Regions from separate parts of the Gossypium arboreum genome. Here region 1 is linked to region 2. Evidence: chromatin contacts called from public Hi-C data. All regions are on one chromosome and are shown on one strand. The core of a region is the stretch at or near the end of the contact, and the rest is flanking DNA. Distances in the headings are between cores, read along the strand shown.

The links. A called contact is a pair of places that touch in the nucleus more often than the background predicts.
Region 1: a Hi-C map of leaf shows a contact between it and region 2, with 3 times the contacts expected there. The contact joins the promoter of LOC108480406 here to the promoter of LOC108480746 in region 2. A contact is called at or near these places in 2 of 5 Hi-C or Micro-C datasets (both in leaf).

Annotation. Positions count from the first base shown.
Region 1 is chr10:8,590,380-8,596,006 of ASM2569848v2, forward strand. LOC108480406 (putative methylesterase 14, chloroplastic) reads right to left here and starts at 3,626. Exons shown (of 6, transcript XM_053020455.1): 1 at 3,326-3,626; 2 at 2,786-3,011; 3 at 2,006-2,245; 4 at 1,782-1,925; 5 at 1,559-1,693; 6 at 463-985. The coding sequence starts at 2,941. The coding sequence ends at 713. It overlaps LOC108480150 (tRNase Z TRZ3, mitochondrial), which reads right to left. Exons shown (of 12, transcript XM_017783042.2): 12 at 5,613-5,627.
Region 2 is chr10:8,350,242-8,355,601 of ASM2569848v2, forward strand. It overlaps LOC108480746 (protein SAWADEE HOMEODOMAIN HOMOLOG 1), which reads left to right and starts at 2,291. Exons shown (of 9, transcript XM_017783839.2): 1 at 2,291-2,506; 2 at 2,729-2,814; 3 at 2,886-2,931; 4 at 3,027-3,162; 5 at 3,733-3,793; 6 at 4,334-4,385; 7 at 4,560-4,703; 8 at 4,782-4,901; 9 at 5,044-5,360. The coding sequence starts at 2,456. The coding sequence ends at 5,088.

The DNA of each region.
Region 1 (5,627 bases), core at 2,376-4,875, 240 kb after region 2:
GTCTACATTTGGAAAGAAGTGTATGGATCAAAGAATAATGATGATAAATTATCGGTGGTGGTGTTGTTGTATGATCCAAGGTGCTTAGAAGTTTACTTTGAACCATACTGACCTTAGCTATGGGCTGGAGCTGGATCTTCCATAAGTGGATATTTCTTATTTTCATATGTCGTATTATCTTATGTTCTAAACTGTAAGTCTATTTGACAATATTATCAGAAAAAAGTTGATCTCGAAATTGAAAATTCATATTTCGAAGGATTAGAAATATCAAATTATAGTAATGGCCTAAATTCGTAAATATTGCATGGTACAAGGACCTTCAATACATTAATAACTTTTTTGGTACATTTCCTAAACCCTTCCAAGTCCAGACCCTGGCTAATTAAATTTTATGATATTATAGGCTGAAGCATAACCTACAACTTCCAGCTTACAGCAACTAAGGTAGTACTTAATTGGTTCTTAATAAAAAAGAAGTCAATGCATTGCTAGAAGAAAATGTAAATTACAAGGATGCAAGTGTATAACAGCTTTTCTCTTTACTGCAAGGAAAAAAAAATAATTACAGAAAGGTAGTTGTACATACAAGAACGGCATATGACAGTTTAAGAGCCGTACAATGAACAAACAGTTGTGTTCTGTGAGACAAATAGAAATAAAGGTTAAAGAATATGGTCCCTTTTCTTTTCTCTTCTTTATTGAAATTAAGCTAAGTAATCTGAACAATTTCTATTAAAATTTTGTGAAGCGACTGAGGCTTTGAGAAGAATGGGCAGTGATCACTCCCTTTAATCTTGTAAACTCCTTCTGGTGGGTTCTCTCTTACTAGTTTCTCTTGCACATCTGGTGAAAGAGCTCGGTCATCCAATGTCTGAATGTAGAACCGCCGTCCACTTCCGTACTTCTCGGGGGACAGTGACAGTTTCTCCATTATAGGACCCAGTGGAGTAGGTCTCATGGTAACCATGGCTAAAGCTACATCCTGGAATAGAAACCAAATATCATGTTAGAATAATATGATTCTATAAATGCACACAACATTTAGACTCGAGCACACAACATTTAGACTCGAGCATGGTATTAACATGTTAAAATGCAACGTAATATTCACCAATAAAACCAACACGAATCATCAGAAACTACGGTATCTTGAGTTTTGACATATATCACCTCTTGTTCAAAAAGTCTAATGATATAACTCCTTTCATGTTACGTTGTCCATGCAAACGATTGCAGCACTAGATTTCATTAACCATAATGTAAGACTACACCAAATAACAGAAGTGACATACACAACATTGATTGGCCCAAAAATGGCCATAATATGCATACTTCATAGCTAAAGCTTCAAACATTTAATTCTATGGTGCTCTTATTTCCAATACAACTTCAATAACCGTTGTTCAGTTGCCACAAATGAATAAGCAGAACAATAAATCTTAAACATCTAGCTTACAGAATGGTGGAGATCCTGCAAAGGGAAAAAAAAATGGATATTCAAGATTTACGAGGTTCACTGGTATGATGTTCTTGACCTGTAAGGCTGTAAAAGTACCTTTGTTGGTGAATGGTTGAAATATATCCCTTTCATTAACTGTTTCTCGAACATGAACCCTGTAGGTGGCTCATCTTTTCCGTTTCCATAAATCAAAAACTCTGACTCTTGCATGAAACGTTCAGCAGAACCAAGCTGCAACAAAATGAAGAGTTGAAGTAACATAGACTTAATGTAATTACTTGATGTACAAGAAACGGCAACAAGGCATCGATAAAAATACCTCTTCTGCAAACACATCGAAAGGTCTCTGACCATTAGACACCATTGTAGCACAAAGGAAGATTGCTTTGGAGATCTTTTCTGGGAAATTTTCTAATGCATAAGAAAGGCAAGCACCTCCACTGCTATGACCCACCAAAATAACCTTCATATAATTCATGAAATCAAAATTATTAACATAGCAGATGAATAAAATGCATGAGAATATCAAATATACTCACTTACCTTCTCGTCTTCGGGAAGGGCCTCTAGATATTGAATCAATGGTTTTGAATATTCAGCTAATGTAGTGACAGTGTTTGTATCTGTCAGATCAATACCGGAACCGGTCAGATCCATAGCAGTAGGTAAAAGACCCACTTCCTCCAACTGAGCAATTGTTTTATACCAACACCATGCTCCAAACCCTTCTCCATGTATCAGAACAACTCTTCTAAACTTGATATTTTCAAGAGACTCCACCACCTGCAAATAACATGAAAATAGTATCACAAATCACCTAGCTTTCATTAAGTTTATCACTGACCTTTTTCACAAGCTTTCATGGAGAGCATGATCCACAAATAGAAATAAAGAATGGTTCCCAGATTGCCTTTACATTGACATTGACCATAACAAAAGACCTCTTTTTTAAACTTTGAAATTGGATTAAAATAAAATAAAGCAGAAAAAAGAAGAAGAAGATATCTTTATCTTCTCAACTAAATTGTATTAGAGACTTGGAATCTACTTTGAAGATATAAAGCTCAAAGCACAGTGAATCGGTTAAATATTTTCCCTTATTCAATGAAAAAGCAAAAGAAGTGAACCATGATTGGCATCTTTTTTTTCTCTCAATATTTTGCTCTTGTTCTACAATCAATCATCAAAACCTCACTTTTTCAGCATAGATCCAGTCAACTAAAAGAGTAATTAACACAATGATTAGAGATGAAAAGTTGGAAACACACCAAGTAATTTAATATCGGTATTCAATAACAATTAATAGTAATAAAAAAAAACCACCTTTTTTTCATTATTAGCTAATGGATCAGTGTGTCTTCTAGAGCTGGTAGAGCCAATTCTCCTGGACATGGATCCATCAAATCTCTGAGACAATTGGTGCTGATGAAGAACCATAGACAAAGCTTGCCTATGCAAAAGCTCTTCTTCTGCAGCCATTTTCCTCTGAGACCTTCCCCCAGTTCTCCTACTTCTTGATCCATTATTTTCTTTGCTATCCTTCTTTCTCCTGTAAATGATATTACCCATTCTTCACAACACCTCAAAACAGGTTTTTTTTTTTTTTTAACACAACCCAGAAAGCTAAAGGATCATTTCTGCCAGGAAAGTTGAAGAAAGTCAAGAGATTCCCCAGGAAAGATGGGTTTTTTTTCAGTGAGCAAAAATTAGTATACAGCAAAAACCTTTCAGCTTCAAGATTTCATTATTTATATTTAGAAATCGTTGAAAAAAGAGATAAGAAGAAAGAGGAGAAAAATAAAGAGTTAGAAGAAGTAGGTTATAAATGCATAAAAAAAAAACATTAAACAAATGTGTTGAGACCTGCTTAATTCAGAGGCAGCCAACTAAAATTAAGTGACATTTATTGTGGTTTGGATACAAATTCTATCAACGGTAAAGACAGAGACTTTGAATGCTTTGCTCTCTTTGTCTACAAAATGAAGAAATGTTATTTATACTGTTTGTTGACCGTTGATTTGGGGTTATTCCAGTTTTACTGCTAAATGGTGTTCAATACAAAATGAAAAGAGTTTGGTTGGGGTAAGTAGGAGAGACATTTGTCTTATTTTTGGATTGTTTTTATCAAACACACCCCCCCCCCCCCCTCCCTTGCATGGTAGATGATTATTATAATTATAATACTTATAGTATTATGTGGTTTGAGTTGAAGGAGCAGTCACTGTTTTGTCTTGTATTTTATTCATTGATTTTGAGTTCTAACAATATTAATATAAATATTTGTTTTTGTAATTGTATTTAGGTTGTGGAGCCAATCTAATTTTAATTATAGAAGAAGTTGATGTGGTGGACGTCTTAAATGGACTAAAATAGTAAAGAGGTTTGTTTAACTTGTGGGGCACGCTTTGCTTTAAGTTCCTGTATGAAAGGAGAGGAAGGTTTAGTATTTAAAAGGTTAATATATTATTTGGTATTTAAATTTTTTAAATTTAGATTAGTATTTGAGTTTAGCTTTAATATTGATATTTAAACTGACGGAGCTTGAAATTTTGGGGAGAGGGTGGAATTAAATTGTATATTTTATGATAATAAAAAATAATTTTACCATTTTAATAATTTATATTTTATGAGGACCAAAGTATAATTTTTTATTACCAATTTAAAATTTTATAAATTATAAAGCGCCAAATTACATGTACTTAATTAGAAGACACACAAAACAAAAAAGAATGAAAGAAAAAAAAAACCTTAAACTTGAGCTATTTAAAATATAATTTGCACAATTTCAAAACAAACCATGTATCGTTATTATCTTGTGATGTGGAGTTGATCATCAATGATATCTTTTATAGTACCATTAATCTTGAATTTGAATATGTGACATTTTAATATTTAAAATAAAATTTAATTGATAAAGCATATCTAATTTTAATGAAGTTAATTTATAGTGTTAATTTTTAAATTAGGCGAGACTAAATTCAAAAGTAAAGATAGAAATTTTTGGGAGGTTGAATTAAATTATATATTTTTATGAGAGTTAAAATGTAATTTTATTATTTTAATAATATATATCTTTATAATATTTTAAAAGATTAAATCATAATTTTTTCAATTTTATGGGCCCAAATATAATTTTATCATATATTAACTTAAAATTTTATAAATTATGAAGAGCCAAATTTTAAAAATTCCGTTTTAGGGAGCCTATTAGACCTTAAAATTAAAGCGAAAAAAATATTGATTACAGAAAATCTTAACCTACCTTCTCGTAACAAACATTTTTTTTCATTCCCTTTTCAATAAAACCCCCTTCGTACAAGCAATTCCAACACCGTGTGGCCTCTTTCTTTAATTAGATCGCTTTGTAGTTATCCTCTCCTACCCACCAAACTGAGTCTGCTCTTTTTACCCTCTTTTTCTCCATATATGAACTGAAAATTGAATCTATAAATGGGAAATTAGGGGTTTATGACAATCCTTGCAATCACCAAAGTGCTGATTCTGATATTTAAACTTCTAAACCATGGATCTAATTTCTTTAAATTTTTAGATTTTATTGCTGGTCCTAGTGAGAAAGAGAGAGGATTAGGATTCAACAACCAATTTAAATAGTAGAATAAACAGAGCGTCTTCCACATTTTATTTGGTCTAATTTTGTATAAGCGGGTGAAGTTAAATGTACCACAATTAATTTTGTCTGTTTTAGGTCCCTGCCTCGATCCTCAATTAGTTTATGAGCCTAATTTAATGATGACCTTAGAACCAATAATAATATCGTGGTGTTTGACCAAACCATATGGCTATTGTATTTCTATTTAATTTTTAGTATAAGATGGAAACCCCAAGTGAGACAAAAGACAATTCATGATTCATCCATTAGAAGCTTAAACTTTACTCAACTACTCAGATTTTTCAGTGCTGGAATATTACCAATTTGATTATGTAATATTCTCCTTCTATGGTTTCTTCTTTCAGTACTAACCAATCACTAAAAGATCATTGGCACAATCTTTTAAACTTGCTACTATTTGTTTCCCAGGCAACTCCTCTTTGACACCAGGGTTACAAACTGTGATGGACAAGCTTAAAACAATTAAAAACTGGTAGTGGTATGAACAATGTAAGGTCTTCTTAAATTATGAGAGAAATATGGAAATGGTAAAAG
Region 2 (5,360 bases), core at 1,041-3,540:
GTTTTAATAATTGTTTTAGTATCATTTTATTTGTTTTAATATTTGTTTTTATGTTTTTAAATATATTTGATTTATTATATTTTTAAATTTTTTTATTTAATGAAATAAGAAAAAAATTAATATGGGTCGGGCCGGGTTGGGCTCGGGCTTAGCAATTTTATTTTGGATCGGGCTTGGACAAATTTTTAAGCCCATATTTCGGGCCCGGCCTAGTAGACGGGCCTAAAATTTTGTATGGGCCCGACCCGAACCCGGCCCAGCTCGGCCCATGATCACCTCTATCTTGGAGGTGTGCATGGGCAGGGTCGGGCCCACAAAAAATTCTGCCCATTTTCAATGCAGGGCCCGCCCGCCAAATATGGGTCTAGAAATTTGTCCAAGCCTGCAGGAAAAAATAGTAGGCCACAACACTTACCGACCATATTAAATTTTTTATTTTTTATTAAATAAAAAATTTAAAATATAATAAATCAAATACATTTAAAAACATAAAACAAATATTAAAATAAAAAACAAATAAAAATGAGACTAAAATAATTCTTAAAATAATACATAAATTAAAAATATAATAAAAAGTAATTATATTAAAATTAAAAATTGAAACAAATTAGAACTAAATTAAGAACCAAATTATATTAATAACAAAAGTTTTACAATATCAAAGTAACATTAAAAACAACAAAAAAGTAAAGTCAAAGTACTAAAGTTACTTAAAATTAAAATAAAAATATTAAAAATAATTTAATATTAAAATCAGTAGAGCCTGAGCAAAAAAAAAATCTTACCCGGGGCCCAGCTGCTTTTCTAAATGGGCCTCGTTTTTGTCCAAGCCTATTTTTCGGGCTTATATTTTTACCCAAACCCTTCTATTTTTTGGGTGAGCCTTCGGGCTGGGCCGGGCCGCCCGGTTCATGCACATCTCTAAAGTCTATCTATTTATTACCCTTTTTATACCTTTAAAATTAGATTTTTTTTTACTTGTACATATATTATTATTATTATTTTATTATTTCATTTATTTATATATTTTATTCCAAATTGTACCTTTAAATTTCATTTATATTTTAATTTGGTTTTATATTTTCAATACTTTTATAAACTATTTTCTCTTACATTATTTATGTATTTATTTTATTTATTTCTTTGTTTTTAAGTTGGTGTTGTCCTTTTATGTGTATGCTTTGGTATTATTACCATTGTTACTATCTATTTCATTTATCTTTGATTGTTCATATTATTGTTAAAATAGTGTACATTATGTGATGCTTGTAAATTGTTTTTATTAGTATACGTCATTTCGTTTTCTATATCATCGTTTCGTTTTCTTATCTCATTTCGTTAAAATCACGTCAAAAAATCACATTTAAATGTATTATTCAATAATAAGCCGTTTTATGTTATATCCCGAATAAGAAAAATACATTGTTTTAAATATTACGTTTGATATTATTCAAAAAAAGGTTTTCAAAATAGCCAATGTTTCGTATTTGGAGATTTGAGAAGTTGTACCATAACTTACGGGGTTTCGATTTTCTCGTTAATCCTAAATAATCGAACATCCTTTAAATTTTTAAATACATGAGATTCGATCAAATAATAAAGTAAAAGGACAACTTATTTTCAGGGATTTAATGTGTCGTATCCTAACTTACGGGAAATGACATGTTAATTACTTCGAAAAAAAAGGTCCTTTTACATGTTTTCAGTAATTCAAGAGATTTTATTTAAAATGCATAATGCAAAAAAGGATCGTATTTTAAATTTTTTTTCAAATTTTCGACTTTCGAGGCTAAGACATTAATTAATCAACTAGGTACTAATTTTGGGCGTTACGAGGGTGCTAATCCTTCCTCGTACGTAACTGACTCCCGAACTTATTTTCTAAATTTTCGTAAACTAAAAATATCATTTTAAGAAATCAAATCTCTTATTAAAATGATCAAATTATGATGTGATCCAATCACACTTCATAAAAAAAATTGATCGTGACTTTTTTTTTTATTTTTCATTTTCAAAATAAAAATAACTCCGTTTTCAAAAGAAAGATTTCGACAGTTAGAGTACCTCCAATTTCAACAATAATTCTATCGCAATTAGCATATCCTATCTTCACATTCATCTACAGTATTCATCTTTTGCTATTGCTGCCGAAAATGCCAATACTGAATACGGAATGTGAGTTCCATCAATATTTAGCTCGAAAGAAGAAGAGATGGTGGACTCTATGCTTGGTTAAAAAATTAAAAAGAAAAAAGAAAAATTCAATGGAAAAGAATTGGGTTGGGCCAGGTTTGAGTGTCCATACTCGCTGAAAAGATAGCAATAAAATTAAAAACCTCCGACATATTACATACTAATAATAGTAGAAGTAAACCTCAAAACAAAACCCAAGTTACTTTTGAAGATTCTGTGTCTGTCGTGTCGACGGCAAAGATTTTTCAGATTTTGGTCAGACATGGTGGACAACGATTCATGGGATTCCCTTTCTGAATTCACCTTAGCTGAGGTAAGTAATTCTCTCTCTTCGGCCTCTTCATTTCCCCTCTTTTTTTTTTCTAACTTCTTGACCACCCTCAATTCCCTCTCTACCTATGCTTAATCTTTCTGTTTTGATCATCGCATAAATGGAAGCGCCTTCCTCTCTTTGAATTCCCCTTTTGTATTGTTCCTCTTGATTTTCCCTCTTTAATCTCCCAAACATCCTCATTTTTTCCCCTCTGATTAAAAGATTCTGGAAATGGAGAACAAGTACAAGGCAATAGGAGATGAAACGCTTAATGAGGAATTCTGCAACAATCTAGCTACCAGATTCAGGTGATTTTTTCTATTTTATAAATAAAAAGATTATTATTTTTTCCTTACTTTGGGTTTTTTTGTTCTTACAGTTGCTCTTCAAACCGTCTTGGAAAATCTACTATAACATGGCAACAGGTTTGTTTTATTTCATTGTACCTACGGATTTCATGTTAAGTTCATAATGGCATTCACAAATCTTCTCTCTCTCTCTCTCTCTTTTTGTCTTTTAGGTCCAACTTTTTTTCCAAGAAAAACAAATGGAGGTACAAACTCAGCAAGAGTCATCAGCAATGGCCTTAAAGCTATTTGTTGATCTTTCTGGTGAAGATTCAAGCAAACCGCTAGAGGTCATGCAAAAGCGAAAAGGTTTACTTGTTGGCATCATAGTTTACATTTTTTTAGTCTAATTTATCGGTAAATATCTTATGGTTACTCGGGAATTGTTGCTTGATTCATCCTATATGACCTAGCTTTGTCTAGCTTTACTTGCTAGCTGCTACATCAAGATGTCACTTTCATAAAGTTTGAAGTTTTACAAGTGCTAAAAGGAATATTTTAAAACTTGCATAGCGAAAAGAATGAAATGAATGTCTGATAGTTTAACCATTATCGATTGACCGCTACTTGTCATAAATTAGGCTGATGTTAATACCCTTCTTTCAAACTCAGTTTAGAAGCAGAGATTACTATTATGATTAGCCTGCATTCTTGACTGAATTATGTCAACTAATCGAGCCAAAGCTACCATTCAAGTTGGTTCATTTCTAAGGCCAAGCAACCATATATACATATACAATTGGAGGCGATGGTTACAATTATCACTATCATGAATAGCACAAAATTTTAAAAGTAGTGTTTTATCCAACTTGCAAAGTTCTTCTATTTTTTGGTTGAAACTGAAACTGTATGGATTTTCTTGTATTCATTTTAATGCAGGTACAGTTGAAGACCTTAAGGAGTTGTCATTTGAAGCCAGATCAGCAAAAGATTATGCATGGTGAGGAAGACTATATTGATGAAGGCATGCAAAAGTCATTCAAATGTTTTTTGTCTAACCTTCAGAGAAGCCATTATAAGCCTACACCTTCGCTATTATATCTTGAAGTAAATTATTGACTCGAAATTTCAGGTTTAGATTGGATTTCAGTATCTAATTTATCAAGAATGCTAAGAGGATGTCCAAAATAGGAATCTAATAAAGCACCCCTTATTAGTCAAGTTGTGTGGAATCATGGACATTTATGGTAAAGATTAATCTCCCAGATGAATAGAAAAGAAACTAAGAAAGCCGGAAATAGTAAAGAAATGAAGTGATATTGCGGCTTGTATTTGTGGACGAGGTGCACTTAGGATCCAATGATGTGTGATATAGATTTTGGATTGGCCTTCCAAATTTTTGGCTGGACATATAGACGTTGTAATTCTATTGAATCTTTATTTTAATAGAATTAGGACAAAACCCAAACTATTTTTGGATCTTATGAAGGTCCTTGCGGCTTAAACTAGTGCATGTGACTAATATTTCTTTGGCTTTCAGGTATGATGTTGAAACATTTCTCAACTATAGGGTCCTTTGTAATGGTGAACTTGTAAGATTCTTGTACCGGTTTTGTATTTTATGATATAAAGTAGCAGGCTCCTGTATCTTACTGTGCTTGTTTTAATGCTTTCCTTTGTTGGTTCCTTTGTTACTGGTTATAGTTAACTATAAAAAAGGAGACTGCAAGTATTTATTAATGCATATGACCTGTTATATATTGTAGGAAGTACGTGTACGGTTTGCTGGATTTGATAAAGCAGAGGATGAGTGGGTGAATGTAGAAACTGCAGTGCGTGAACGATCTATTCCTTTAGAACCTTCGGAATGTGGTATGGTTAATATTGGGGACCTTGTGCTGTGCTACCTGGTATTTTCCTTTTACTATCTTATTTGATTAGATGTTGGTGGCCATTTGAATCACTCGGCACCTCTGTTGATCTATTAGGATAGAGAGTATTATCAACTCTACTGTGATGCGCATGTTGTGGATATTCAAAGGCAGACACATGATGATAAAGGATGTACATGCATATTCGTGGTCTGCTATGACCATGACTACTCTGAGGTATACAAACTCAATAACCACACTCTTCCATCTCCTCTCTTTGTTTTGGCTTGTGTCCATCCACCTTACGGATAGCTGCAACTTGATGTTTTAATCATACTAATGTTGTCACGCATTCATTTATCTTGGTTATACACACCAGGAAAATGTTTCGCTGGAGAGGATATGTCGCAGGCCTATTACTTAAAAGCTGAAGTTGTGCAGAAACAAATTGACGAAATTAACCGTAAACAACTCTTCAATGAGTTGGTGTTTACATTTTTCGCAAACAAGAGATGTCAGGGGCCTTCATCCAAGCTTCTTAAAACGGCATTTTCTTATTGAGGGAGTGATGTAGTTCGTAAGGAGGAATACGTCTCTCCTTTGATGAGCAATTTGTAAGTTTAATGTAAGCCTTCATTGAAGTCTATGATGAAAAGAAGAAAATAACAATTTCTTGGTACACAATCATCTTTAGTA